Regions from separate parts of the Mus musculus genome. Here all the other regions are linked to region 1. Evidence: chromatin contacts called from public promoter capture Hi-C data. All regions are on one chromosome and are shown on one strand. Each heading gives the region's core, a stretch centred on a gene start, on an enhancer-like site or on the middle of the called end of the contact. The rest is flanking DNA. Distances are from core to core; before and after follow the strand shown.

Region 1 (6,682 bases), core at 3,841-6,340:
TAATTATTTCCTAATTTCCCGAGCATCCATGTACACTCTGTGCATTTAGCATCTATTAGGAGGAAAATGCTTTCTTCTGTTTTCCATCACCTGGCTCAGACTCTGTGCAAACCACACTCAGGAACCTCACATTAATAAATGATGACTCCAACCACACCGATGAGCAACCATTTCCTTCCCCTCGCTTCAGCATTTCTAACAGGAGCAGAATAATGTTGTTCCTAAAAGGCTGGGGCAGCAGAAACCAGACTGAAATCCAGAGGGAAGCAAGCATCCTCTATCCTGACACCAAGGTACCTTTTTTTTTAGGTTTTTACCCCAGCCCTTTTCACACCCCATGGCAATTACAACTCTTGTCCAGCTCTAATCCTGTCCTCCTGGTTTACAGGCCAAAAATAGGTTATGGCTTACCTAGTCTGCCCACTCACCCCCAGTAATAGTCACTCAGTGACACACAACAAACCCTCAATAAGTGTTTAAGGGTTGATGGAAACATGCCTGTAGCAACTTAGGAACAAAATCTACAAACGATTTTGTATGTATTTAAACCTAAATGTGTATTATTCTAGAATAGTTCTGTCAGTGTTATCAATGAGCCATCCACTGACGTTATGGCTTTAGAGTCAGTCTCTTAGACTCATCAGAAGAACTAAGACCAGAAAACTATCTAAGGGGTATGCTTTTGGGATCCCACCATTTGTTATTTTCTCAGGGCATGCACTACTGTGAACTCTGCACTACCGATTACAAAAACGTTACACAACTTACAAAGAACACAAGGAACAACTGTTTTCTCCTATGCTGGGTGACCTTGGAAAGAGTGGCTGCCCTGGGAAAACAGAACACTTAGTTGCAACTGACTTTTCAGTTGAGTTTCTTAAGTTCTAGAGGTCAAGGAATGATAAAATTATACACTTCTAAGATATATCCTGTGCTGCCCAAGACTGATTCTCTGCCCCCTTTAAAATGAGTTATGGTGCTTAGTAATTACGTGAAAGCAATGCTTTGAAGACCTCCCCAGGGAAAGAGGTTCCATAAAGAAAACGGTGCAACTTCACTCTTAAGCCTGACTTTTCTTTAACAACCTATCAGACGTGAAACCTTCTGTTCTGTATTCACAAAGTAAACTCACACTGCTGCTTCTCTAGGTCATACAGCAGATGGTCATATTTCTGTACTAGTAATAAATTTCCTGAAGAATCACCAGATAGTGTTGCTATTATGATCCACTTCCTTCATCACTGTCAAACAGAAGGAGATGAACCCATGCTGGGGAAGACATCTACATCCCAACTTCAAATAATATGCTGCCAATTGGTAATAGTCATTTCCAGTGCCTTACTCTTAGTGCGTGTGAAGAGTAGAAATAAGTAGACCAAACTCTATTGACAAATGATGGGAGTTTCCTCCACAAAGCCACAGAGGTATGCACATTGTCATCTATGACAAATAATGAAGATGACTAGGGAAAGCCATATTGTTGTCCCTTTGCCAACACTGGCACCCACATCCCACTAAGTAGAGACTTGGGGTAAAACAGTTCCTTGTGGGTCAAACTCAGCTGTAGAAGCCAAGTTAAAACCCACAGAAGGGTTAATGGACAATGCCAGGTGTTTAACTGTCAAATAACCAGGCATTTACTGTAATTCATGGTGAAATAATTAGAAGCGATTAATGTACTGGTTAACAACCAGTTATGCAGCAAAATTATGCATACCACTTCATTTTTACTATTTCACTGACCACTTGACAGTAACTGTTGCTCACCACGCCACCATATAAATCTTTTTTATGCTCTAGAGCTCAATCGCAAATATACAAATACTAAACATCTCAAGAAACGATGCTGATGGACCAACTCCCTTTTGAAATGGCACCCATCTGTTGCCTACTTATGCAACAGATAAACTGGAACAAACCTTGAATTTCTTCTCCTACCACCAATTAATGACTCAGGCAGTAAGGGTGACCTTCAGAAGAAGACTCAGTAGAAAAGCAAAAGACAGCTCATGTGCTTGCCAGATGCATGCAGTTTTTCCAGCTGCACAATTCTTCAGTCCGAAGTGTCCAAAGCTAAATCCAAAACCTGAGCCCAAGCAGCAAGTTGCAATGTTCTGACATCATGACGTCATTCCGTCTGGAGCACTTCAACATAACAATGTGAAAACATTGGCAGAAGCTTAAATAGGTCACACTGAAGCCCCATACTAAGGCTATTTACCTGGTTAAAAAAAATGCTCTGGCGCTGCGTTTGATATCAGTGGCCATCCAATGGCAGGGCCATGGTTTAGTTATCTTACCTACAATCTCCATAAGAATACATGAAAATAAAGCCCATAGTGTCACCTCCCAGAATTGTTACTTCTTCTCAGTGGCTTCTTTGTAGCCAATTTTGTCTTTGGTAGCAAACCAAAGCCAAGGTAAATGACACCAAATGATGTCAACACGCCTTTGTTCATCATTCAAAAGGAGCATCTTTGTCAATGTCTCAAACTCAGCAAAGCATAGCCCAACTTCTTCTCAACATCATAAAGTTATGAATGTGTGCCGAGAAGGACACCAACACATCTGTGTCCCAAGCCTCCTCAGACAGCTAGCTTTTCCAGCAGGGCCCTGGGAGGTATGCACACTGCCCTTATAACTGGACTGAGAACTGCCATCCAGTTTGGTTTCTTCCTGTGAAACTAGAGCTCATCTAAAAGCAACAAAAAAAAAAAAAAAAAAAAAAAAACCACAGAAGTTTCTGACACTCTCAGCCCCACACAGCCTCCAGCATACATTTTCCTTTCACAATAAACAACGCACAACCAAAAAGGTTCCCTGTTTCAAAATGGAATCATAGATGAAAGAAACTGTACCGATGTCCTGAACAGTAAAGACTATATATATATATATATATATATATACATACATATATATGTATACATATATATGTATATATGTATATATTTTCTTAATAAAGATGAGTTTACAGGGATAAAAATCAAACTCTTCAATACTGAATCCTCCCTGGAGTTCTGGTTCTTTCCCCAGTAAAGGTTTCAACATCACCCATGTGCTTGTCCTAAGTGTGCTCCAGCAGAGCCTATTGTTCACTTGTTAGCCTTATATTATCTAGTAGCAAGGCAACTCCACATAAGACTAAGCAAACTTCCAAACCATACTATACACCCAGCAAAAGTAGCCAATGGTATAAACTGCATATTGGAGTAATACCCAGGGGCTCTGGAACTTGAAAAGCAAGATAATAAGTTAGAAAGAGTAATAAAAAAATAAAAGTCTTTCCTCTGAATTCAACTTTTGCAAACACAGAGTTGAAGAAAAATGGCCCAACCTAAATACAAAGCTCATCACCATAATAGTGATTATTAGCCATACATATAAATAAAACCCGAAGAAATCGCATTCAGGGTGCTGAGGGCCGTGTACACACACTGACTGAACTCACCACTTTGTCCATGAGTTTCCAAGTCTTCTCCACAGTCCTGCGGTCAGCTGCAGCTTGCTTTGGGGGTCCGACTGCATCCTGAATAGCATCAATAATCCCCAAAATGCGACCTTTGCGGGGGTTTCCTCCTCGACCACCAGGATTTCTGCCATTCATAGAATTTGCCATCTGGAATCTTAGTCCTTTTTGCAAGATAGAATTTCAAGAGAGGAAAAGTTAGCTGGATATGAAAGTATTTCCCCAACAGGAACCTGAACTGAACAGGCTCACTTGTACCCATTAATGATATTCTCCGCTGTCTCTGTGACAAAGCCCAGGGTCCCAGATTCAACTTTTTAGTAACCCTGAGTAAGGGCATCCTCCAAGTTAGGAGCCATGACACAAGATTTGCTCTTACAATACTAAAAGTTAAAGATGCATCCTCTGCCCGTGTTCTATGAAGCTACAGCTCAACATCATCAACAAAACAACTTTTAACAGGTAAGAACACAATGTCGTCCCCCCCCCCCCTTCTGCTGTAATCCAGATTCGAAATACTAGAGCTGCAACTCCTAAAATTCACGTTGGGAGCCTCACTTCAGTAGCCTCCTTCACGCTGTTTGATTTCGCCAAGTTATTACATAAATGCAAAGTACTCCACACACGCAAAAGGGACACGTCTCTTGTCAACAAAGGCGGAGGACTTGGATACCCCCCCCGCGCGCCCCGCGCGCGCGCGTCCCCTCTCCATTCCCCCAACACCCCCCCCCCCCGCAAAAGCCAGCAGCTGCGGACACACAAATAGTTCTTTAAAGCAGTGAGGTGAGTAGTTTTTCCCTAGAGCCAAATAAACAAACCAACAAGCAACCCCTTCTTAAAAAGCGGTGAGAACCCGGCAAGGGCGGGCACGCACCGCGGAGTTCACTTCTCCGGTGGTCCCTCTTCTGCCTACCCGGTATCAAGTGGTCCAAAGCTTTGTTTCAGAACGTCTGTACCCTTTCCAGGCTCGGGCCTCTAGCCCGCCACTCAGGGGTCTGGGAAAGAGACGAGGAACTCAGCAAAGATAAAGTAGCCCTAGACCCCGTCCTGGCTTCCCAATCCCACAGCCTGCCCGATCTAGCGCCAGTAGCACGCACCTCCCACCGGCGGCGATCAGCCAGAGTCCGCTCCCTCCCGGGCCCCGGGCCAGCCAGGGACTGCTGTTTAAATCCCCACTTGGCTCAGGCCCGCAGCGGCGACAGCAGCTGGAAGCTAGGGCTGTCCCCTCTCCCTGATGGCCCGCGCCCAGCTGCAGGGCCCCCGAGCCAGCAAGAGACGTCCAACCCCGGGATGACCCATTCCTTCCTCTACTCGGGTCACCGCGGCCGTCCCGAGCCACGCGTGATCGCGGGTCCCACTCCACACACACACGCTGCCCTGGCTGGGGTGGCTCGGGTGGGGACTCTGTGGAATCGCCCTAGGAGAGCGCTCCGGGGAAGGAGCCACCGAGATCTAGGAACACCGAGACGCGGGGACGCGGCAATTACCGTGCAAAAAGCTCCACGCCCGCCCGGCAGTCCCGCGCCACACTCGGGAGGCCGCCGCAGCGCCCGCCGGAGGAGGAGACCACTCACTGGCCACCCCACCCCTGAGCCATCCCCGGAGACCAAGGCGTGGGGCGGAGCTAAGGCGGAGCCTTGAGTCTTCGAACCAATCCTGAGAGGCTGCTTTCTGCCAGACAGCGGGCGGAGCCAATGGGCGGGACGAGACGCTCCTCCCGCGCTACCCCCCAGTCCACGTCCTCCACGGTACACAATGGCCCCAGAGGAAGGCCCACTCCACTGCGTCCCACTTGGAGAAGAACTCGTTGGGAAATGGACCTAGGCTAGCCTGGAACAAAAGTGGAACGAGGAAAGGAACTGAAAAAGTAGCAGCAAGGCGCCGGGGAGCTAACCAATGAGGGGTGCGCAGGTGGGCGTGAGCGCCCCGAGCGGGAGTCTAAGCCAACTGGGGCTAAAAGGCGGGACTTCCTGCCTCACTCACCTTCCTAGTCTTTGTTTCATAGCAACAGAGTAGAGGCTGCCAGGGTGGTGCTGCTTTTCAGCTCTGGGCGGGTCCCAGGCTTAAGAAATTCATCTCCCTAGGGCTGCCAAACTGCTACCCAGGAGAGCAGCCAAATAGGTCCAAGACCATGTTTCTTGTTGACTGTCAAATAAAGAGCAGCAGTCCCATAGCTCCTAAGATGAAGGTTACCCTCACATAGAGTAGGCTAGGAGTAAAACCCGAGTGCCAACTAAAACTTCCTAAATTTCTGAAATGTTTCCCTTTTACTATTAGTTCTAGAAGGATTCCAGATCAAACATCAGGCTGATGAGAAAGCAAATACTTGACAACTCTCAGCTAAATAGTCTCTGTAAATCGTCCCAGGACAGTAAAAACTCCACACAATGGGGATTACTAATCTGTTTGACACCTTTATATTCCAAACAAGTTTTCCCCTGGATTCCAGTAAAGAACTCTGCTGTTGGATTTTTGCCAGAGTCACTTTTCTTCTATGTAGATGAATCTTCATTTTAATGACAACCCTGTTTCTGCCATCCTCTTCCAGTGTTCGTCTCTTTCTGGGCTCCGTCCTTGATAGCCGTGTAAAAGAAAACAGTCTGGTAACGCTTACAGTGAAATGCCAGGGCCCTTCTGTCATCAGAATCACACATTAGACAAGTTCCATGATTCTCTCTATTTGGTTCACCATGCTCGTACCATTTGCCCCAGGTTTACATACCTGGGAGTGATTTCCTCTGTCATTGGTAGTATGGATACACCTCACACCTTGAGCTCCTGGGTGTAATACTTTGCACTTTTTAAAAATGTCATACGTGCATACATGCATAAGCATACATATGTACATACATACATACATACATATAAGCATTTTCTAACCAACTATCCTGATAAATGTGTCTCAGTGGTTCTGCCAATCCCTAATAAGTATTTTAGTGCTACAATTATTACTGTGAAGGCTCCTGAGTGGTCATAGAATGTCCTGCAATCCTAAATTCAGATTGTTATGATTTTCATGTAATGGAAACAACCAAAATGTGACCCTTTAGGCAATCAGGCAGTAAAGTACAAGTCTGGAAGTAATATTTTCTTTCATTATTTCTGTACTAATAATTAAAAAGTAGTTTCTTGTTTTATATATGTAGATGGTGCAGGCTTCTCCATAGCCCCTCCATATCTCCCTTATTGCTTGTAACAGTAGCTATGGTTGCTAAG
Region 2 (6,956 bases), core at 3,912-6,411, 3.9 Mb before region 1:
GGGGCCAGCTCTACTGTGTAGTCCAGGCAGGGTGCAAGGTCCACTTTCCCAAGTGCTGCATCTGGTGAGGGGCAGGGCCAGCTCTCCTGCCTACTACAGGCACCACACCACTACTTGGTGTGTGTGTGCGGTGGGGTTGCACTAACGGCTATTGGTAACTGAACTGTGTCAACCAGGATGTGTTTCATGTGCATAAAAGACAACAGTGAGGCCCAGAACTGCATGCTTTGAGCAGATTCTCCCTGCAGCTGCTGGCTGGCAATGCAGACTTGGTGTTTGACTTTAAGAGTGCCCATGATTGTTCTGTGGTGGACTTACCTTGCAGCCTACACACACGCCATAAAGAAAAATGTTGGGCTTGGTGGTGCACATCTTTAATCCAGGCAGCTAGGAAGCAGAGGCAGGTGGAACTGTGAGTTTGAGGCTAGCCCGGTCTACCTACACAGTGAGTTTCCAAAATGAAAGAAAGAAAGAAAGAAAGAAAGAAAGAAAGAAAGAAAGAAAGAAGGAAGGAAAGGAAGGAAGGAAGGAAGGAAGGAAGGAAGGAAGGAAGAAAGAAAGAAAGAAAGAAAGAAAGAAAGAAAGAAAGAAAGAAAGACTCTAAAGCAGGCAAGCTGTAATCTCAGCACCTGCCCCGAAAAGGGAGATGGAGAAGAGAGAGAGAAGAAGTCATGCCCTCAGGTTGGCATGGAAGTCAACATGCTGGCAGATGAGCACCCATATAGAAGGGAGAGGAGCTCTAGGAAAAGAGTGAAGCCCAGAGCATTAGAAAAAGATGCTTAGATAAGAGAAAGAAGAAAGTAGACAGAGAAGCATGTCCATTTGTGCAGCTGCATGGCTGTGCTCCGTAAGCAACAGTACAACAGTACTAGGGGCTGGGAATTCTGGGAAGCAATTATCTCACTAAATTATTATCTCACTGAAGCCTTAAGTATGGCTTAAGTTCCTGAAGGGCGGTCTTGCCTTCTTGAAGGGTTAGCCAGATGCTTGATACTGTCCACCTAGAATGTCGGGTCAAAGATTTCATTCCCTGGACAAGAGAACATAATTTCCCCACAACGGACCTTCGTTGCTTTGTCCTGTACTGGACCACAAAGCTTCCACTGAGACCACCACAACTATGTACACAGAGAACTTCTCCCATGGCATCTGTCCAGCAACTGTCTGTCCAGCCTCTGACTAACACTGCTCCTGTAATGAAATCATTATCACTAAGAAGTATTGTCTTAAAATAAGAAATAATCATCTCCACTTTTGTTTTTAAAATGTTTCCTATAGGGCTGGAGAGATGGCTTGGCAGTTAAGATCACTGACTGCTCTTCCAGATGTCCTGAGTTCAGTTCCCAGCAGCCACATGGTGGCTCACAACCATCTGTAATGAGATCTGATGCCCTCTTTTGGTGTGTCTGAGGACAGCTACAGTGTTACTCATGTACAATTAGATAAATAAATATTTAAAAAACCCTTTCCTATAAACTGAGGATGTAGCTCAATGGTAAATTGCTTGCCCATGATGTTAAGGACTTGGTGTGATCACCACCAACACAGGAAAACAAACAAACAAACAAACAAACAAACAAACAATCCGGTGAAACAAAGGCTAACCAAATATTCCCTTACCTTCCCTTAGCTATACTGAATGTCACTTAACCAGGCCAGTCTAGGCGCCATACAGTAGACCTACCTCTGAGACGATGACTTGTGTGAAAACAGTAAGCGCTTACTCACTAGGCATCCATGTGTGTATCTGTGTAAAGCCTGGAGAACAAGCCTTGAGTCTACTTTCTCCCCCCCCCCCTTCTCTCTTTTCTGTTTTCTTTTTGACACAAAGTCTCACTATGTAGCCCTGGCTATTCTGCTACTTACTATGTAGACCAGGCTGGGACAGAGATTTTTGCTTACTTCTGCCTCTCATGTGCAGTGATCATAGGATGTACCACTTCGTCCCTCTTGTTGGGTCTGCTTCCTTGAGGAAGGTGCATGGCGTCACTTATGGGGCTGCAGTGTTGGGAAAAGTAATTGGAGATTAAGGAAGTAAGAGCAGGACTGTTGGGGGCCTGCCTGTGTTCAGTGAGCCACAAGTGCTGTCATAGAGCTGTGAATGCAGCCTGATGTAAAGTTGTAAGCACACTTAAATCATTTCGTGTGTGTGTGTGTGTGTGCACGTGTGATTTTATTATTCTTATTTTATGTGTATCAGTGTTCTGTCTGTGCCCTATATGCTTGTAGTTCCTATGGAGGCCACAAGAAGGTGTTGGATCTTTTGGGACTGGAGTTACAGATGGTTGTTAGCTGTCATGTGGGTGCTAGGAGCTGAACTCTGGTCCTCTGGAAGAGCAGCCAGTGCTCTTAAACCATTAAAACATCTCTTTAGCATCTTGTCCTTTTTCCTTTCTTTTCTTTTTTGTTTCTTGTAACTCAAACTATCTGACACAATTCTCCTCATTAAAAACATTAACAGTTTTGTATAAATATTTGTTTTTATTTTATGTGTGTAAATGTTTGGCCGGCATGTATATATGTGCATTTTGCATTTTCATGGTTCCCTGTAGACATCAGAAAAGGACATCTGATCCCCTGGAACTGAAGTGTGGGTGCGGGGACTTGTTCCTCAGCAAAACAAGAGCTTTTAACATCTGAGCATCTCACCAGCCCCTTCCTCTTCCTCTGAAGAAAAACCTCCTTTGGCTGGGCAGTGGTGGCGCACACCTTTAATCCCAGCACTTGGGAGGCAGAGGCAGGCAGATTTCTGAGTTTGATGCCAGCATGGCCTGCAGAGTGAGTTCCAGGACAGTCAGGGCTACACAGAGAAACCCTGTCTCAAAAAAGCCTAAAAAGCAGGAGATGGGATAGGGGGTTTCTGAAGGGGAGACCTGGAAAGGGGAAAACATTTGAAATAAAGAAAATATCCAAGAAAAAAATTAATTAAAAAATTGACAAATAAGACCTCATAAAATGCAAAGCTTCTGTAAAAACAAACAAACAAAAAACCTTAAAATACAGAAAAGTTTAAAACAATTTTTTTTCTTTGAGTTGGGGATGTATCTCAGTGGTTAAGTGCTTGCCTCAGATGAAGAGAGCCTAGTTTGATCCCTAACAGTTTCAGAAACCCAAAACCAAAAACAGTGAACAAGACAAGAGTGCTTCTCGTGTGAACTTTGTGAACGACAACACTCTTCAGTGATGAAAAGCCGGACACAACTGCATGGTCATCCCCAGTATGTGATCACCCTGTGGAGGGGTTCTCTGGGTTATTCTTGTTTGCTGATGTTGTTATTTGGTTTTTTTTTTTTGTTTGTTTGTTTTTGTTTCTGAGACAAGGTGCCTCTATGTGGCCAAGGCTGGACTTGGCATACTTCTCTCCTGGCCCTTCCTTTTTCTAAGTTACATATTCTCTCTCTCTCTCTCTCTCTCTCTCTCTCTCTCTCTCTCTCTCTCCATGAATGAGGTAGCACACATGTGGAACTCAGAACACAATTCACAATTTTCAGGAGTGGGTGATCATCTTCTACTGTGTGGGTTATGGGACTTGAACTCAGATCATCAGTCTTGGCAGCAAACTCCCCTACTGGCTAAGCTGTCTCTTCATCCTCTCCAATTGTTTTAATTTATGCACTGGCTGCTCTTCCAGAGGTCCTGAGTTCATTTCCCAGCAACCACATGGTGGCTCACAACCATCTGTAATGGGATCTGATGCCCTCTTCCGGTGTGTCTGATGTGTGTGTGTGTGTGTGTGTCTGATGTGTGTGTGTACATGTGTACTTGTTTTGTTTTTAGACAGAATCTCTCTGTTGCATAGCTCAGGCTATGATTAAACTCACTATGTAGACCAAGGTGGCCTTGAACTCACAGACATCCTCCTGCTTGCCTCTTCCAATATCTAACAATATATAGTCTTCCTCCCAACTGATGGGATTAAAATTTGGGCCACCACGACAGGCTTGCTTTGTTTTCAGACATATAAAGTTGTAAGACTGTTCTCCAAGTAAGGTGTCTACTGGTTAAAATGAAGGGGGGAATTCTTATTGTTTCTTCAGAAATAGAAAAGTATCTTTAGACTAAAGCAATGGGAAACAGAAAGGTCTTTAAGGGCAGTGATGCCAAAGGGAACCAGGAAAGAGGAAATGCTCTTAGAATTTTGAGCCTGAAAAGCTAGAAGCACCAAGTTACTGAATTTTCCTGAACAGGAATCCTCAGACTTCAGAGAGAGCCTTATAGCGAGTCATTCTATAGAGAAGCTAAAACCCTTTAAAATTAATTCAGACTTGTCAGAATGGGTAGCGGCCATAGAGACTTCTAGCAATGAGTTCTCAACATCAGTTTGTTTTAAACAATGTCCTTATAATGTGCCAGGTGGTAAAAGTGTTGAATTTCTCGAACACCAAGAGTAGCTTTTAGTACGTTGAGCAGTTGATGAAAGAAAGTGGAGCCCCCTTTGTACGATTGAGTTACCTTGTAAACCCTAGCTTAATTTTACTTCCCCTGTCAAGTTTTGTCCAAAGATTGTAATTTCTAGTTCCCGATTACCGAGTTCATAGTTAAATCAAAAAAAGATCAGCCTGTGCCCTCCCAACCAGGTAAAGTAAGTATTCCTGACTCTGGAAACTATTTTAAACTTTTTTGAATACTCTGGAAAAAGTTCTGGGTACATATGTATCAAATATACTCCTTGACCAAACTGTTCAATGTGTAAGAACCACCATTTAAAACAAAAATATCAGTTTCTGAGGCTTTAAATCTATTTAATTAGGTAAGATTGGGTAAATTGCAAATATAACGTATCCATTTGACTATGTCAAAATATTTCACTGTCATTCCTATAGAGAAGCTAAAACCTTTTAAACTTAATTCAGAATTGTCAAAATGGGTAGCTGCCATAGAGACTTCTGGCAATGAGTTCTCAAATTCAGTTTTAAACAACGTCTTTATAATGTGCCAGGTGGTAAAAGTGTCGAATTTCTCAAACACCTGGCCCTGGAGTGAAATGGTTTATCTAACAATACAGCTTGCTCACCAGATCAACTTTAGGTGTCAACCCGGGTCTTCTAAGCTTTACCTCCCACATTGTAGCCAGCAAGTCCCATCAGGGAGCCAATTGGGTCGAGTGAGTGCTGTGCATCCTGGGAGTTGTAGTTTGCAGCGCCCCACTGCTGACTACATGCTCTACAGAACGGCAGAAGACGGTTGCCTGGTGTCATTAGCAAGCGGCAAGTATGGCGGTGGCGCGAGTCGACGGGGCTCTGGCTCCGGGAGAAGGTACGATGATCCCTACCCCTAAATTCCAAAGTTTACTTCAGTATGTCATATTAAACAGTTGCTTGGTGTAAAGAGAAAGCCTGGGTTTAGAGGTGCAGTTTTGGACCAGTTCTTTTGATGAGGGGCTGTAAGCAACACGGAGGCGCACTTCCTACTGGGAGTTGTAGTCCCGCTGTCTGGTCCAGTCCCGCAACATTACTGTGAAGGCTGAATGAGGGACTTCAGTCCCCAGGAGCCTTCGCGGTGCCCGGCGCCCCTGTCCCGCGCTCTCCTTAGCCTGACTGGGGGCAGTGGGCTTCGGACTGCGGTGACCTTTCTGGGACGTTTACTTTGAGTTCCGAGTGCCCACAGGAAATTAGTGCAGCCTTTTTATTTCCCGTGCCTCTCCTTCTCGTCCGAGAACGTTCAGGAAGCATCTCATCTGAAACCGCATCACAGTCTGCTTGAACTCTTCTTTGGAAGTGACCAGTAGCCGTGGTAGAATCTGAGAATGACCCAGACACGCGTTGCTCCCCGATCATTCTGCAGGCCGGGTCCCGGGGTCGAGTTTGGTCTTTGTTTGGCAGAGCCCAGGTTGGGGGGTGCGCCTGTGCTTGGGAGATGCCTCCGTGGGGCGCCGACCTCAGAGCTTTTGTTTTGGTTACACTCTGAGGCGTGGTAGCAGCTGGCCCGATTGGGGCAGAGCAGGGTAGGTAGAGTTGAGGCTCATAACCCGGAGACCCTTGAGTTCCTACGGGAAGGAGTTCGGCTAAAACATGTGTCGACACTTAGGAATTGTGTGCGGACGCTAGGTGCGCTTTTCCAGGACAGTCTAGTTTTCATCTCGAAGAAGGGGCTCACGACGCCTCACGTGATAAGAAAACCGAAAAGCATTGAAACCCTCTAGGAGCGCAGAACCGAAAAATTACATCCCAAGGTAGCTCCAGTCTGATCGAAAAATTGAAATTGGCAGTTACTCAGGCCCCGCCCACTCTGATAGCTTCTTTTCTCAACCTTCCTAGCTCACCGAGAACAGCAGCAATAAGCACTTACAGAGCCATTCTCCCCGCCCCCAAAGAGCCAGATGATATTTTGGATGCCTTTCTCCCATTATCTCATGTTTTTATGTAGAACAATGTTTATATTATATTCTCACTCTTTTTCTTTTTTCTTTTCAAAGCCATGGTCTCATTATGTAGCTGTGACTGATCAAAAACTCAAAGAAATCCTCTTGCTTTTGCCTCTCCAGTGCTGGGATTAAAGGTGTGAGCTGTGCTGTGCACGTGGCTCATCCACTTTTTTTTTTTTTTTTTAAAAAAAACAACTTTATAGTTTTTAAAAAAGATTTATTTATTTATATGAGTACACTGTAGCTGCCTTCAGACACACCATAAGAGGTCATCAGATGGTTGTTAGCCACCATGTGGTTGCTGGGAATTGAACTCAGGACCCCTAGAAGAGCAGTCAGTGCTCTTAACCACTCTGAGCCATCTCTCCAGCCTTTTTTTTTTTTAAGATTTATTTACTTTATGTATGTGAGTACACTGTCACTGTCTTCAGACACACCAGAAGAGGGCATCAGATCCTCATTACAGATGGTTGTGAACCACCAAGTGGTTGCTGGGAATTGAACTCAGAACCTGGACGAGCAGCCAGTGCTCTTAACGGCTGAGCCATCTCTCCAGCCCATTGTTTTTCAAGACAGGATTTCTCTGTGTAGC
Region 3 (6,923 bases), core at 1,503-4,002, 3.8 Mb before region 1:
CAGTATAGTAGCTCACCCTCTTAGATACTGGTGTCTCCATTTCAAATAGGAAATGCTGTTCTAAACTATTTACGGTATTAAGAAAGTTCATTACATTTACACTTAAAGAATTCTGTTCCATTTTTAGAGCTCTGACAATGGTGTTACAACATTACCTGTACCATAAAACAGTTCAAACTGTTCAGCCGTATGAAACACAATAAAGTAAATTATTAACACCTGTACTGCCAGGGTGTCTTCAGGTCACTTTGGAAGAGATTTCTCCTTTCCACGAGTCACAGAGTTCTAGGATACATTATTTTCATCTTTTCCATTGTCCTTAGATGCAGACGGTGTGCATCTGAGCCTAAAAGGCCACAAGTCGTCTCATCTTTATCTTTAGAACAGCGTCAGACCCACGTTAGACAAATGAGGGTTTTAATCACTGTGACAGTTCACGTGTGTGTGGTGTGTGTGTGTAGTTTGCGAATGTGTGTAGAGAGGAGACAAAGATCTGAAAGGAGGGTAGAGAGAAGACGATGGAAGCAGAGGGTTAAAACGTGTGTTCTAGAAGGTTATCTAACTGGTGGGGACAGGGAGCAGCTAGTGGGGGAAGGAGATGAGTTGGGGAAGGAACAGATCATAATGACAAATACATATAAAAATGCCACAGTGGCACGCATTGGTTTTGGTATGCTAACTTAAAAGTTAATCACACAGAAAAGGAGGCAACTTTATTCAAGAGCCCTTAATTGGGCCATTGAAACAGTGGGGGGTGGGAAGAACTGCAGGATGTCTGCTAGCGGCCCTCGTGGGCCAGGCAGTCTGCTTCTAGTATAAGCCAGAAAAGAAGTGTTTGTACTAGTCACCTATGACCTTCAGGCGAAGGAAGGGCTGTATTTACACCAATCACAACAGTGTTCCATCTGCAGCAGTTGCAGCAGTCTCTCCTAGACTACCACCAGGGGACAGGCCTTCAATCTGGCCGGAGTGGGAAGGGTTCCTGGGTGGGGGTGGGGGTGGGGGAGAAGTGTGGCTCTGAGGCTGCATCTTCAGAAGCTGGAGTAGTGTTTTAGAAGCTACAGCCGCCATGTAGCTCTCTGGAGTGTTGAATGTGGTTTGACAGTTCTTTTCTCTCAAGGCTGCCTGCGCACAGAACAAGAGCCTAACAGCTAACAATTAGGGGAATCAAATCCCCTCACCTCCCCATATTTGTTTATTTCCAGAAAACAAGCAGCTGTGCGAACGGCAAGGCGTCATTGATATTAATTTTAGCTGTGCTTTTAGTCATGCTCCACACCTGCCTAGCCCTGTAGCACCTGTGGGCTGCCTGCTGCTTACCCCCGTCAGCAATGCTAGATTTGTGGATTCTGCCTAGCAGAGCCATTTACTTACGTAATGATCTAGTTATTTCTACTTACCTCTTTGCCACTATCTCTTCTTCTAGGTCACTTTTTTTTTCCTTCTTCTTAGGCCACTAGGACTCCCCTCAGTCTCATCTTCTCTAAAACTGTTTCATTTCTGCCAGCTTCAGATTCCCTCACGTTAAAGTTCTAGTAACTTCGCTGGTCCCTGTAGGTGCTCCGCTCAGGTTACCTTTCACATTTATGCTATTTTCCCTTTGGCAGTCCTAAAAGGCACTGCGGATTCTTCCCTGACTCCTGGCCTTAATTCTTGGCAGATGATTTTCCTGCAAACGCTTTAGGGCCATCCTTTAGGGCTCATCTCATTCTTTGCGAAGACTTCCCCCTTCTCCCCCTCTCCACAAGAAAGTCTCTTTTTAGGCTGTTCACTGAACTTTGTACCTCTCACGATGTTTAATCATAGTCAGTTTCTTTTCATCGGTGTGTGTATACCTTATCCCCACGTGTTAAGATGTTACTTGAAAATTTAGACTTAATCATTCATTCTTTCTCTCCCTTAAAAATAAACTTCCCTTGACGGTTCGCTAGTTGGATTTGCGGCGGAAGTATAAACATTGAAAAAAGTATTCAAGGTAGAGGCATCAAAATCCCTGTGTTTATCAGGACTAGGTCAAGTTGTGCAGAATAAAACGTTACATAATACGTAAAAAATAATATAAAACATACAAAGAATATACACGCATATATGCGTATTCATCATTTTGCTAGAAGCTTTTTTCTAGTATTGAAGGATACGAAAGGGTAGTCATTGCTGTTTATTCTAATACTGTACTAAAAAAAAAAAAAAGATTGCTTATGGCCCAGATATGAAGTTAGAGAAACTGCAAGAGCTCTGAAATTGAGTCCAGGCCAGAAAGTCCGCGGGCAACCGCTTCCAGGTTTGGAGGCGGGCTAAATGTTGGAGGCAAGGGAGGAGACTGAACTCTGCACGCACCGCTCTGGCTTCCCACTCCCCGAACTGGGCGGACCTGTTCTTGCAGCAGCCCGGGGCTCCCGCTCGCCCCCGGGCATCGCAGCCCCTGCGCAGACAGCGGTTGCCGCGGACCCCGGGCCCCTGGGGATGCGGTGCGTCCAGCGAAGGCCAACCGGGGAAACTTGGAGCTGGCCCCGACGGGGGTTCGGGGCGCGGGTGCTAGCCGGGGTTTCCAGGTGAGCCGCCGGAAAACAACCGGTCGGCCCGGGCGGGGCGGGGCGAGGGCGGAGGGCACATTGCCTCATCCCGGGCATTTTACTGGAAACTAGACACATCCGGAGGCGGGGCGGGAGGCAGCCCAGGCGCCGCCTCACCGGGCGGAGCGCGGAGGAGGAGGTCAGTTCATTTAAATAGCCCGGTCCCCTCCGGGCGCGCACGTACTAGTCGCTCTGCCGCAGCCAACCGCGTAGCCATCCGGTGGCGCAGGTGTCTGGGGACCCCGAGCGCCTAGCCTGGGAGCATGATCGTGGACAAGCTGCTGGACGACAGCCGCGGCGGAGAGGGGCTGCTGGACGCGGCCGGCGACTGCGGCCTCATGACCAGCCCGCTCAACCTGGCTTACTTCTACGGCGCCTCGCCTCCTTCCGCCCCCGGCGCCGGCGACACCGGCTACCTGTCCGCCGTGCCCTCCGCGCCCGGCTCGCCCGGCTCCGACTCCTCCGATTTCTCCTCCACTTCCTCCGTGTCCTCCTGCGGGGCCGTGGAGTCCCGTCCCAGAGGTGGCGCCCGCGCCGAGCGCCCTCAAGGTACCCACCCGCGAGATTCCTTGCCCCTCTATTCGGGGTTCACACGCTGGGAGGATGGGGAGGGACTTCCCTCCACCCCCCCCCCCCCCCATAGTCGAGACGTTAAGCGGCCCCTGTGACTTCCTTAGCGGCCGGACAGACGCGAATAGTCATGAGTGATTAGATGCCTTGTCCTGATTCTGGCACGTTGTCCTTGCCTAGACCTCTGCGGAGTCCAGCGCCCAAGGGACCCTGAGGGCTAGCGCGCTGGCTTCCTGGAAAAGAACTTGAGAGCCTCGGATTCTCTTTTCTTCCATCTCATAACCTTTTCCCTTTTCACTTCTCCCCCGACCTCCGAATTCAAGAACCTCTGAGAAATTATAACACTATTATGAGGTTTTTGGAGCTGATGGAGAGAGATGTAGTTTCCTTCTTGTAACTCTTTCAGTGAGAAGCAGTGGCAGAGGGTAAAGCGTTGGGAACTGGATTTTTAAGACACCCGTATTCCTAATCTATTTGTAGGGATGAATCAAAGAAAACCCACTTTTCGGGACGTAGAGGAAAGCCTGGTTCAGAAAAGTGATTTAGTGTTCTGCGCTTAGTTTACGATGTTGGCGGTTCAGAGGCCTGCTCAGAATTCTGATTTTCTCTGTGTGCTTGAGAATGGAAAAGTTACATCTAGCGAAGCCCTTTCTTTAGCTGCGGGTTGTATGGTTTCCTTTCTTCACGAACCGAGTTGCATAATTTGGGGGGGTGGGGGAGGGAGAAACAGGATGCAGCTGTGGGTAGATTTAAACACCGCCTAAATTTTCTCAGTTGTTGGAGCTTCTCATCGCAATTATTTTAAAGAATGACCCCTTGCTGTTCCTTAACACTGGCTACTCATAAGCTTTGGTTGTCTTTTATTTTTAAAAAGTTATTTTTTGATTTAAAACACTGTGCCTTAAGCCACAGTGTTGCCCACAGCTCCCTGAAAAGCGCGGTGTGCGTGCTTTGACAGCCCTTTCTGAAGTTTGTAGGCCCGTGGACATCTGGCTGAACCCATCGATTGTTTCTAGTTCTTGGTTTACCACACAAGCCATGGGAGATTCCTGAAAGTGCGTTTTCTTCTCCCTATGACGTGGGCATGGAAGTTTTAACTCTTGTCACTCCAGAGGAGTGCTGTTAGAGTCTGGCCATTGGGGTGTTTGTGGGAATTCCTGAACTTGAATAGAAAGGCTATTTAATCATTTTATTTGCCCTCGTCACTGTCTCTATGTCACACTTGTGGCACAGATAGCCAAATTATGCTTTGTTCTCCGTTCGTTTTCCTCTTTATGTTCCAAATATGTTCAATTCATGGACAAGAACTTGTTACATAGTTGTGGCACTCAGTAAATTCTAAAACTGCCTTCTGAAGTTCTAAGGTGAACAGGCCTGTTTCCGTTTTACTTAGAACGCCCATGTACGTAAGTGAGGGGGAAATCCTGTGTGTGTGTGTGTGTGGAAATGTGCTAAGTGAATTTAAGCAGCTTTCTTGGTACAAATTAATGAAGGGAATACTAAGAAATCTTAAGTCCCTATTGCTGACTTAAAGTTTGCCTTGGTGCCTTGAGAACTTTAGAGGAAGTTAGGTGAATGGCATACAGGTACTTTATAATTTCTATATGAACATAAAAGACCTTGTTTTAAAAACTACAAATGCCTCATTCTGCTCCAAGGACTTCTCAAAGTCAAGAATAGTTATGTATAAGTCTCCGATCTTGGCTAAAGCTCTGTTCCTATTTCATGAGTAAATAGTAGTGAGAGACAGAGAGGCTTTCTTTGTTGGGCCCAAGGATCCTCTGCCACATTTGAGAGTGCTTTAATTCCTTAGGGTGCCTGGTTGGAGGATCAGCCAACACAGACCCCCTTGAGAAGTACTCGATATAGATAATAGGAATCCATTGACCCAGGATGTTGGAAAGGCTTTGAGCATGGGAAAACTTTGCAATTTGCTGCTTGAGGGCTTTATCCACCAGGCTGCAGTCTTGGAAGGGGTGCGGGAACAGTCGGGATTCATGTCTGTGAAGAGATGTAATTGAGACTTGTCCTTCTGAACAGTTGAGCCCCACATGGGGGTTGGCAGGCAGCAGAGAGGCCCCTTTCAAGGTGTTCGCGTGAAGAACTCGGTGAAGGAGCTCCTGCTACACATCCGAAGCAACAAGCAGAAGGCTTCCGGCCAGCCCGTGGATGAGTTTAAGGTGGCGGCTTCTGCTCTTTGTTTTGAGTGGGTGGGAGACTAGTCCGTGAAGGTTATTGTGGTTTGCTAACCGAGGTCCAGTTAAGTCCCTTGTAGTCTTTCATAGGTGACCGAGTTCCTAGGACAGGAGATAGATAGCTGTCTGAGTACGCTGGACTCCCTGCCCTTGGCTCAGTGCCAGGTGCGTCTGAGAAATTTAATGAGCCAACAAAAGAAAGCAGTTTGAGGACAATGGGATTCCGTGGGTTCAGTACACAGAGAACATTTTGATTAGAGAGGAATGAATCAGATGGTCTTACTTATTTCATCCTGACCAGGATTGAATAGGCTAAAGTGAAAACAGAGAAGGGGGAGGCTGGGAGGAGAGAGAGAGAAAGAGAGAGAGAGAGAGAAAGAAAAAATATGAGAATGAGAATGGAGGTAGCGTTCTGTCAGGATTTATATCCCCAGAGGCTTATGGGGTTCTGTAGAGGGTAGGAGAGACAGATCTCCACCGAGTGAGAAACCATGTTGTATGTACTAAGCTGGACCCTTTCCCATTGCAGACACAGAGTGTGAACATTGAGCAGCTGACAGGTAAGAGCTCCATCTATTTTTTTTTTTTTTTCCATAATCTTACCCGGGTCCTCTTTGAGTGAAACGATTCCGTGGGGGATATAAATGGAATTTGTCAGGTTGGGATGATGACAGATCGCGCCTTCTTTCTTTGGGAACAGACCTGAAGAGTGCAGTGTCCGCAGTGGGGAAAAGAAAGGGACCCGATCCTCTGTCCGATGGACCGGTTTGCAAGAGGCCAGCTCTGTTGCCTTCTCACTTCGTGGTAAGCGTCTCCCTGTTTTCCTCTGAACACTCCGTGGAACTCATTCTGGGATATTGTTGCTATTGAAAAAACAAAACGAAACAAAAACATTTTTGCTTCTTGGGATAGAAGCCAAGTCATGAACCTAGCACTGAGCCTACCCCCTAGCTTTTGGAGTTCTTTTAAAAGAAATGCTTATGAGAGCTTCTTGTCCCCCCCCTCCCCCCCTTCTAGACATCACCGCAAACGCCTACACCTGGGGAGAGCATGGAAGATGTTCGCCACAGCGAATCCAAGCTGGATAGCAGCGCTGCCCTGCTTCAGAATATTATAAACATCAAGAATGAGTGCAACCCAGTTTCACTAAACACTGTTCAGGTTAGCTGGATGAGCCCCACGGTTCCCCAGAACTCGCCAAGAGACCAGTGCCAGGATTTCCATGGAGGCCAGGCCTTCTCTCCACCTCAGAAATACCAACCGTTCCAAGTCAGTGGCTCTCCACAGATGATGGACCAGGCGTCAATGTACCAGTATTCGCCACAAACACAGAACATGCAGCAGCCGCCGCCGCTGCCACCACAGCAGCAACATCAACAGAATTATCCCCACAACTCACCCCTGCAGTTCAGTCCTTACTCCAGAATGTCCCAGTCTCCCAAGTATGATTCCAACCTCTTTGATACTCACGAGCCACAGTTCTGCACGGGCCAAAGTTTTGTGTCTTTACTGACTGGCCCGGGGGAACCCGAGTCTCTTGCTGTTCCCGTTCCGGCTCCCACCAGCATTCCACCCCAAACTGAGA
Region 4 (6,474 bases), core at 3,892-6,391, 4.0 Mb before region 1:
AAAAGCTAAGCAGGTAAAGAAGGAGATGAAAGCGGAGGCCAGGGAAGAAGCAAAAAGGGCCAGGTTGCTAGAGACCACCGCAGAAGAACAACAGCAAGACTTCATGTTTCTTCGACTATGGGATCGACAGATCAACATTGCACTGGGTTGGAAGGGTGTCCAGGCTATGCAGTTTGGACAGCCTTTGGTTTTTGACATGGCCTATGATAATTACATGAAACCAAGTGAACTGCAGAATACTGTTTCTCAACTTTTAGAAAGTGAAGGATGGAACAGAAGAAATGTTGATCCTTTCCACATTTATTTCTGCAATCTTAAAATAGATAGTGCTTATCATAGAGAATTAGTTAAACGTTATAGAGAAAAATGGGACAAATTGCTCTTAACAGCAACAGAAAAGTCTCCTGTTGATTTATTTCCAAAGGACAGTATTATATATTTAACTGCAGATTCTCCCAATGTTATGACTACCTTCAAGCATGATAAAATTTATATAATTGGATCATTTGTTGATAAAAATACACAGACAGGAACATCCTTAGCCAAGGCCAAACGGTTAAACATAGCAACAGAGTGCCTTCCACTAGATAAATATTTACAATGGGAAATTGGTAACAAAAATCTCACCTTAGATCAGATGATCCGAATTTTGCTCTGCCTGAAAAACACTGGTAACTGGGAAGAGGCTCTCAAGTTTGTTCCCAGGAGAAAGCATACTGGTTATTTAGAGGTTTCTGAGCAATCTCAGGAACTTGTTAGGAAACTGAAGAAGACAAAGACTTTAAATTCATTTCGAAAAGGCTCCTTAAATGTGCGCACGTGGAAAAGGTGACCTAAGTGAGAAAGTATGGTGAAAGAAGAAAACAGGCTGAAAGTATGGTGACAAGAATGTAGTTATTCCTAAATGGAATTATCTCTTAAAGTCAGTCTCTCTAGACTAACAGTAGAGGTTTGCCTATTTTTTCTTCTTCTTTGCTTTTTTGCAACAGGATTTCCATGTAGCCTTGTCCTCCATCAAGGCCAGACTAGACGTATGTATCAGCAAAACTTTGAAAGTATGTTTTATTTGTTGTAAAAACAATCAAGTTTATAATTAATCTAGAATTGAACACAATAAAAGTTAATATTATTTATTTTTAATCGATTCTTTGAATATCAGACTTTATTGTCCATTTTGGTTTGAGGGTTGATTTGGGTTGTTTTGTGAGTTTTGTTTTGGGGGAGGGAAGGCACGTCTCCAGTAGCCTATGCCAGGTTCAACCCTAATTCTCCACTTCCACTTCCCAAATGATGGGAGTACAGGCCTGAATCACCATGACTGGCTCCATTATACATACTCTTTATTTATCCATGTTAGAAACTGTTCTTTCATGAGGAAATAGATTAAAGCTTTTAAAATTTGAAGCTCTAATTATGAAATTAAAGCCTGTATATAACATTGGTTGTGTTCCAGGCACTAAGTTAAGGTATATTGCATTACATAATCTTGATTGTCCAAAAACTGGTTTTCCCTAGCATGTTAGGGGAAATCCTAATACTATGAAAATTGAGTTTGGAGTAAATAAAAGCAATTTTTTAGGACAGAAAATGTGTCTGGACCAGAATGATGTCTCAGTGGACTCTTGTAGAGAACTTAAATTCAGTTCCCAGCACCACTTTGGGTGGCTTGCAACCCCTGTAACTCTAGTTCTGGTGGGTCTGACACACTCTGGACTCTAAGGGCACCTGTATGAAATGTGGTAAACACAGCTCATGCAGGCATATACACACATGAATACAAAAGCTGACATTAATACCTGGTTAATACATAGTACTTATTGTATGGATAGCATTTCTAGGAAATACTGTTTCTTCAGCCACATGGTTTTTAAATACGTCTTAGAAGTTATTGTTGTTTGAATAAAGTGATGCCCACAGATAGGTCCTTGGGGATTGGCACTGTTAGGTATGGCCTTGTTGGAATAGTTATGGCTTCCTTCCCTTAGAGGAAGTGCATCACTTCTAGGAGGTTGGCTTTGAAGTTTCAGATCTCAGGCCATGCAAATGCGGCAGGCAGTCAGTCTATTTGTGGATCCAGATGGAGAACTCTCAGCCCCTTCCCCAGCACTGTACCTGCCAACATCCTTCCTGCCATGACAGTAACAGGCTAACACTTTGGAACTGTCAGCCAGCCCTAATTAAATGTTGTCCTTTATAAGAGTTGCTGTGGTCATGGTGTCACCTCACAGTAATAAAAACCCTCCTAAGACAGCTATATTTTTACTATTTTTTACTTTCCTTTTAAAGATTTATTTATTTCATGTATGTGTGTATACTGACACTGTCTTCAGACACACCACAAGGCGGCATTGGATATCTATTACAGATGGTTGTGAGTCACCATATGGTTGCTGAGAATTGAACTCTGGAAGAGCGGTTAGTGTTCTTAACTGCTGAGCCATCTCTCCGGCCCTGTTTTTATTTACTTTAATGTGTACTTGCTTGTGTGAATGTATTGTGTATGTGAGTACCCATGAGACCAGAAGGAAACATCATATCCCTTGCTATAGTTACAAGTAAGTTGTAAGATGTCCAACATGGTTTATGGGAACTGAACCTGGTTTCTGATGGCCCAGCCATGTTTCTGTTCCCAGCCACATGGTTTGGGTTTTGGGGTCTTTGCTGGGAATCGAGGTCTCAGCTTAACAGCACATTGGAGGCCGCCAAGTTTACATGAGGAAACAGCAATCTAGAGTGATACATAATATCCCCTCCCCGAGAAAGGGTCTGTGGTATATCTTTGGCTTTGAGCTCACTGACACCCACATACCTCTGCCTCCCAAGTGCTGGTATTAATGGCACAAGAAATGTGAGAATCGTAAATACTATCCTCTAAAGCCATATAGGAGACATGGTGAACCAAGCAGGAGTTAAATACTACTATACGACAGTTTCCTGGTCACTTACATATAATTATGTGCTAAACAGTGAACTGAATGGGTAAGTGCTCCCCATCTCTACTTGAAGCCTGAGTTATTCATTCACAGATACCGAACAGCTTTCGTGTAGGTAACCACCAATACAAGGTGCTATGAAATGTGGCTGCTTTTTAGTTTTAATTTTTTGTGCCTATATGCTGATGTGTGTGTACATGTGGGTATGCACACATGTGTCGTTGGACTGTCTTAGTTATCTTGAGTTGTGTTTTCACTATGTAGACTAAGCTGCCTTTAAGATCCACCTGAGTGAGATTAAAGGCATGGCCACCATCCCTGGTGCCACTTTAACTTTTGATACAACCTGGAGGTGGCCGACTTGGCTGGACTGGCTGGCCAGCAAACCCCAGGGGACCTCCTGTCTCAGCCTCTCCCTCTCTGGCACTAGGATGACTGGCACCCCAGCTTTATGTGAATACTAGGGATCCAAACTCTGATCTTGAGATAACCGGATGATTCAGTATAGCCACTGTTACCAACATCCATGTTTCTCTGTTCTGTTGTTTTAGTTTGGGGGTAGGCCCTCATGGAGCTCAGGCAGGTACTGAAATGGCTGTGTAGCTAAGGATGATACCTTTATCCCATGATCACCTGTTGAAGGGGTACTAGCATTTATTTGGATACAGGGTCTCCCATACCCCAGGCTGATCCTATCTCCACTTCCCAAGTACTGGAATTAGACATATGTGCCACCACTTCATTATGCAGTGTTGGAGATGAAACCCACCATGGGTTTTGCACGTTAGGCAATCACTTGGCCAACTGAGGTACAACCAACAGTCCACTGATATTTTATGGAGAAGTAAAAGCAGGTCTGTGGACAGCAACACTCAATGTTGCTTGGAGGACAGAATGAACTATATTCTCTAATACTGGGTGTATATTACAGGCTAGGAATTGACCAAATTTGGGCAGAGGAATGAGTATAGAGAAAAAGAAGTAAGAAACAGATGAGGCTGTAGCATACTTGATGCATGGATTTCATTGACACTAAATGAATCTACTAAAGGTTTCTAGGAGAGGCAGGACTTAACAGGTGTTTCCAATCTGGAAGAGACGAGTCCTGTATTTTACTGTTGAGTATAAGACAAGTGCTGGTGCTAGCACAGAGGCAGGGAACGCTACAAGACAACTCTTGTGCTGTTCATTGTGTCCATGAAGGTTAAGAGACAAGACTGGCACTAGCTTTTATGATAAAACTCTGTCGGATACTTTTACCTTGAAAGAATAGGGCGATTTAACCAGCAGACAGTTTTACTCCAGACAGTTTTATAGGAGTAAAGAAAACTCCTTGAAAAACACCAAGAAGTGAATAACTTCTAATTCAAAGCAATTCCGAACGTTGAAGCTGGGCTGGGGCGTATTTTAAACGTTATTAGAGAAGGGATGAGTGGAATAGGGTAGATACAAAGCCGACATCTCCAAACTGCAGTAGAGCAAACTACCCTTCTCCGTAAGAAAGACAGCTCCTGCCCTTCGGAGTGTAGCCGGGGATTTTGTTTGTTTTTTATGTATTTTTTTTTAAACAGGTGTTTGAATATATGCAAGTGAGTGTGAACTCTTAGTAGTCGGATTTCTGGAACTGGAGTTATCAGTTAACTGTAGACCACCCAACTGGGAATTGAACTGTCCTCTGAAACAGCAGGAAGCGCCCTTGACCTCCACGTATACCTATTTCTGCTTTTAATGTTTGCTTGCTTGCTACAACTCTCACGCTGAATTTTTCACGAATGCAAAAGCCGCGGAAATTTCTTCCGCCCCAATTTCCGTAAGGCTCTACGACGTGATCTTCCATAAGTCTCTTTTCGGTGTCATTGCACAAATGGAAACGATAATTGCACACCGGACCGCACTGGACGGTGTCAACACTAAGACAGCGTCCGTTAACTGCTGACGTTTCTCTGTAAGAACACAGCCCTATCCCGTAAAATGAAGGACCAGCCGCGACCACCGCTGAGCGTGGAAGCACCTAGGATTGAACCCACCGTTCCACGATCGGTGAGTCCGTACTAACCCGGACGTGCCATCCCACCGCCCAGTCCTCCATAGCCGTCACCACACACCTCGTTCCAGCCAACGACGTCACATCCGTCCCCGTCTCGGGTTCCAGGTCCTCTCTAGGCTGCGGCCTCGCTGGCCCGCCCGAAGCTTTGTGGTTGCTGGGCGGGGCCGTGACGTTCTTGCCCGGGCTGCAGGGGGAGGCCGCGGCGAGGAAGATGGCGGACGGGAAGGCGGGAGAGGAGAAGCCAGAGAAGCCGCAGCGAGCCGGAGCCGCCGGAGGTGAACACAACCCCAGCGTCGCGGGCTACGGGGGCTACTCCGGCCTTTCTTTGGGGTTCCCAGGGCGGGTTGGGGGGCTTTCCGGCATCGCAGGAGCCGGCGGAGCTGGCGCTCGCCCGGCCAGGGGCTGGGCCCTGATGAGTGCCGGGCACGCCCGGTGTGGCCCGCGGGGGAGATCGAGGTCCGCGTCGCCTAATCAGAGAGGCCGCCGGTTACCACCGGGCGGTGCGAAGGGAGGTGGGAGCTTGGCCCGGGAGTCCGAACAGCAGAGAGCTCAGGGCCCGCTGCGCACTCAGGCCGCCGCACGAGCGCCGAGCCGCCGCGGGCACTGGCCGCATGCCGGCTTTCCGAGGTCGCCGGCCTCTCGGTTACACGTAACGAGGGTTGATGCTCTCTTTTTCGCTGCGGAGGTGGAAGACCCCAGCCCACTCTCTGCTGTATTTTCAGACATAACATTTATAAACCCTGCGATGGCATAAGTCGAGGCGATGCAGGGGAGAGGGGAATCTGGCTCAAGCAGCAAACGCTTGAAATTAGGGTTTGATTCGCTTTCTTTCCGGTATCTTTCTTAGGCTGCCAGCAGCGGAGTCTATGTCAGATATTTCGTTGGCGTGGTAGGAAGGTGTGATCTTCCTGTAATTTGTCGCGAAATTAAACTCAGATTATAGCTATCTTTTCGTTCCTCCTACCCCCGTAATTTTTGATGGTGTACATAAAGGAAAAGAAATGCGTAGTCTCTTTTCCCCTACGCCCTTTTGTCGGAAGGATAATTAGCACATGCTTAGAATGTTTTAGCCTTTCACTGTTCTGGCTTTCTTCGGGCTTATCCTTGAAATACTTAAATGTGAGAACATATAGGTTCAGTATCGCATAAAGGCCAAAAGTAGGGTCTACCAAGTTTGTTAATTGCCGAACACCCCCGCCCCCACCCCACCCCCGGTTTGAGCTAGGAGCTCATTTAGCTCTGGCTTCCTGAGTACTGGAATTACAAGCCACGGCCACTTTCTCAGGTCTCTTCCTCATTTTGTTTTTTTTTAAAAATAAACTAGTAAAATAGCTAATGATTTTAGTTCTTACTTTAGACCTTCTATATGTTAAAAGTAGTTTGAGGAAAAACTATAGCCTAAAGTATCTTGGGGTGGCCTTGAACTTAAGGTCCTTTTGCCTTGACTGAGAACATCGTTTTAAGGTACTGCTAAAATGTACCTTAAACGTCTAA

Evidence for each region. Promoter capture Hi-C pulls out the DNA fragments that hold promoters and counts their contacts.
Region 2: a contact with region 1 is called in a promoter capture Hi-C map of pre-B cells. The contact joins the promoter of Cep97 here to the promoter of Cblb in region 1. A contact is called at or near these places in 2 of 39 promoter capture datasets (the C10 cell line and pre-B cells) and 1 of 484 Hi-C or Micro-C datasets (B cells).
Region 3: a promoter capture Hi-C map of pre-B cells shows a contact between it and region 1. The contact joins the promoter of Nfkbiz here to the promoter of Cblb in region 1. A contact is called at or near these places in 2 of 39 promoter capture datasets (cranial neural crest and pre-B cells) and 1 of 484 Hi-C or Micro-C datasets (embryonic stem cells).
Region 4: a contact with region 1 is called in a promoter capture Hi-C map of pre-B cells. The contact joins the promoter of Pcnp here to the promoter of Cblb in region 1. A contact is called at or near these places in 2 of 39 promoter capture datasets (cranial neural crest and pre-B cells).

The regions. Positions count from the first base shown.
Region 1 is chr16:52,029,957-52,036,638 of GRCm38.p6, reverse strand. Cblb (Casitas B-lineage lymphoma b) reads right to left here and starts at 5,090. Exons shown (of 18, transcript NM_001033238.1): 1 at 4,954-5,090; 2 at 3,449-3,630. The coding sequence starts at 3,616.
Region 2 is chr16:55,933,053-55,940,008 of GRCm38.p6, reverse strand. Cep97 (centrosomal protein 97) reads left to right here and starts at 5,161. Exons shown (of 11, transcript NM_028815.4): 1 at 5,161-5,256. The coding sequence starts at 5,214.
Region 3 is chr16:55,817,967-55,824,889 of GRCm38.p6, reverse strand. Nfkbiz (nuclear factor of kappa light polypeptide gene enhancer in B cells inhibitor, zeta) reads left to right here and starts at 2,752. Exons shown (of 12, transcript NM_001159394.1): 1 at 2,752-3,122; 2 at 5,184-5,323; 3 at 5,868-5,898; 4 at 6,039-6,142; 5 at 6,356-6,923. The coding sequence starts at 2,837.
Region 4 is chr16:56,028,384-56,034,857 of GRCm38.p6, reverse strand. Pcnp (PEST proteolytic signal containing nuclear protein) reads left to right here and starts at 5,141. Exons shown (of 5, transcript NM_001024622.2): 1 at 5,141-5,255. The coding sequence starts at 5,192. It overlaps Trmt10c (tRNA methyltransferase 10C, mitochondrial RNase P subunit), which reads left to right. Exons shown (of 2, transcript NM_029092.4): 2 at 1-1,138. The coding sequence ends at 832.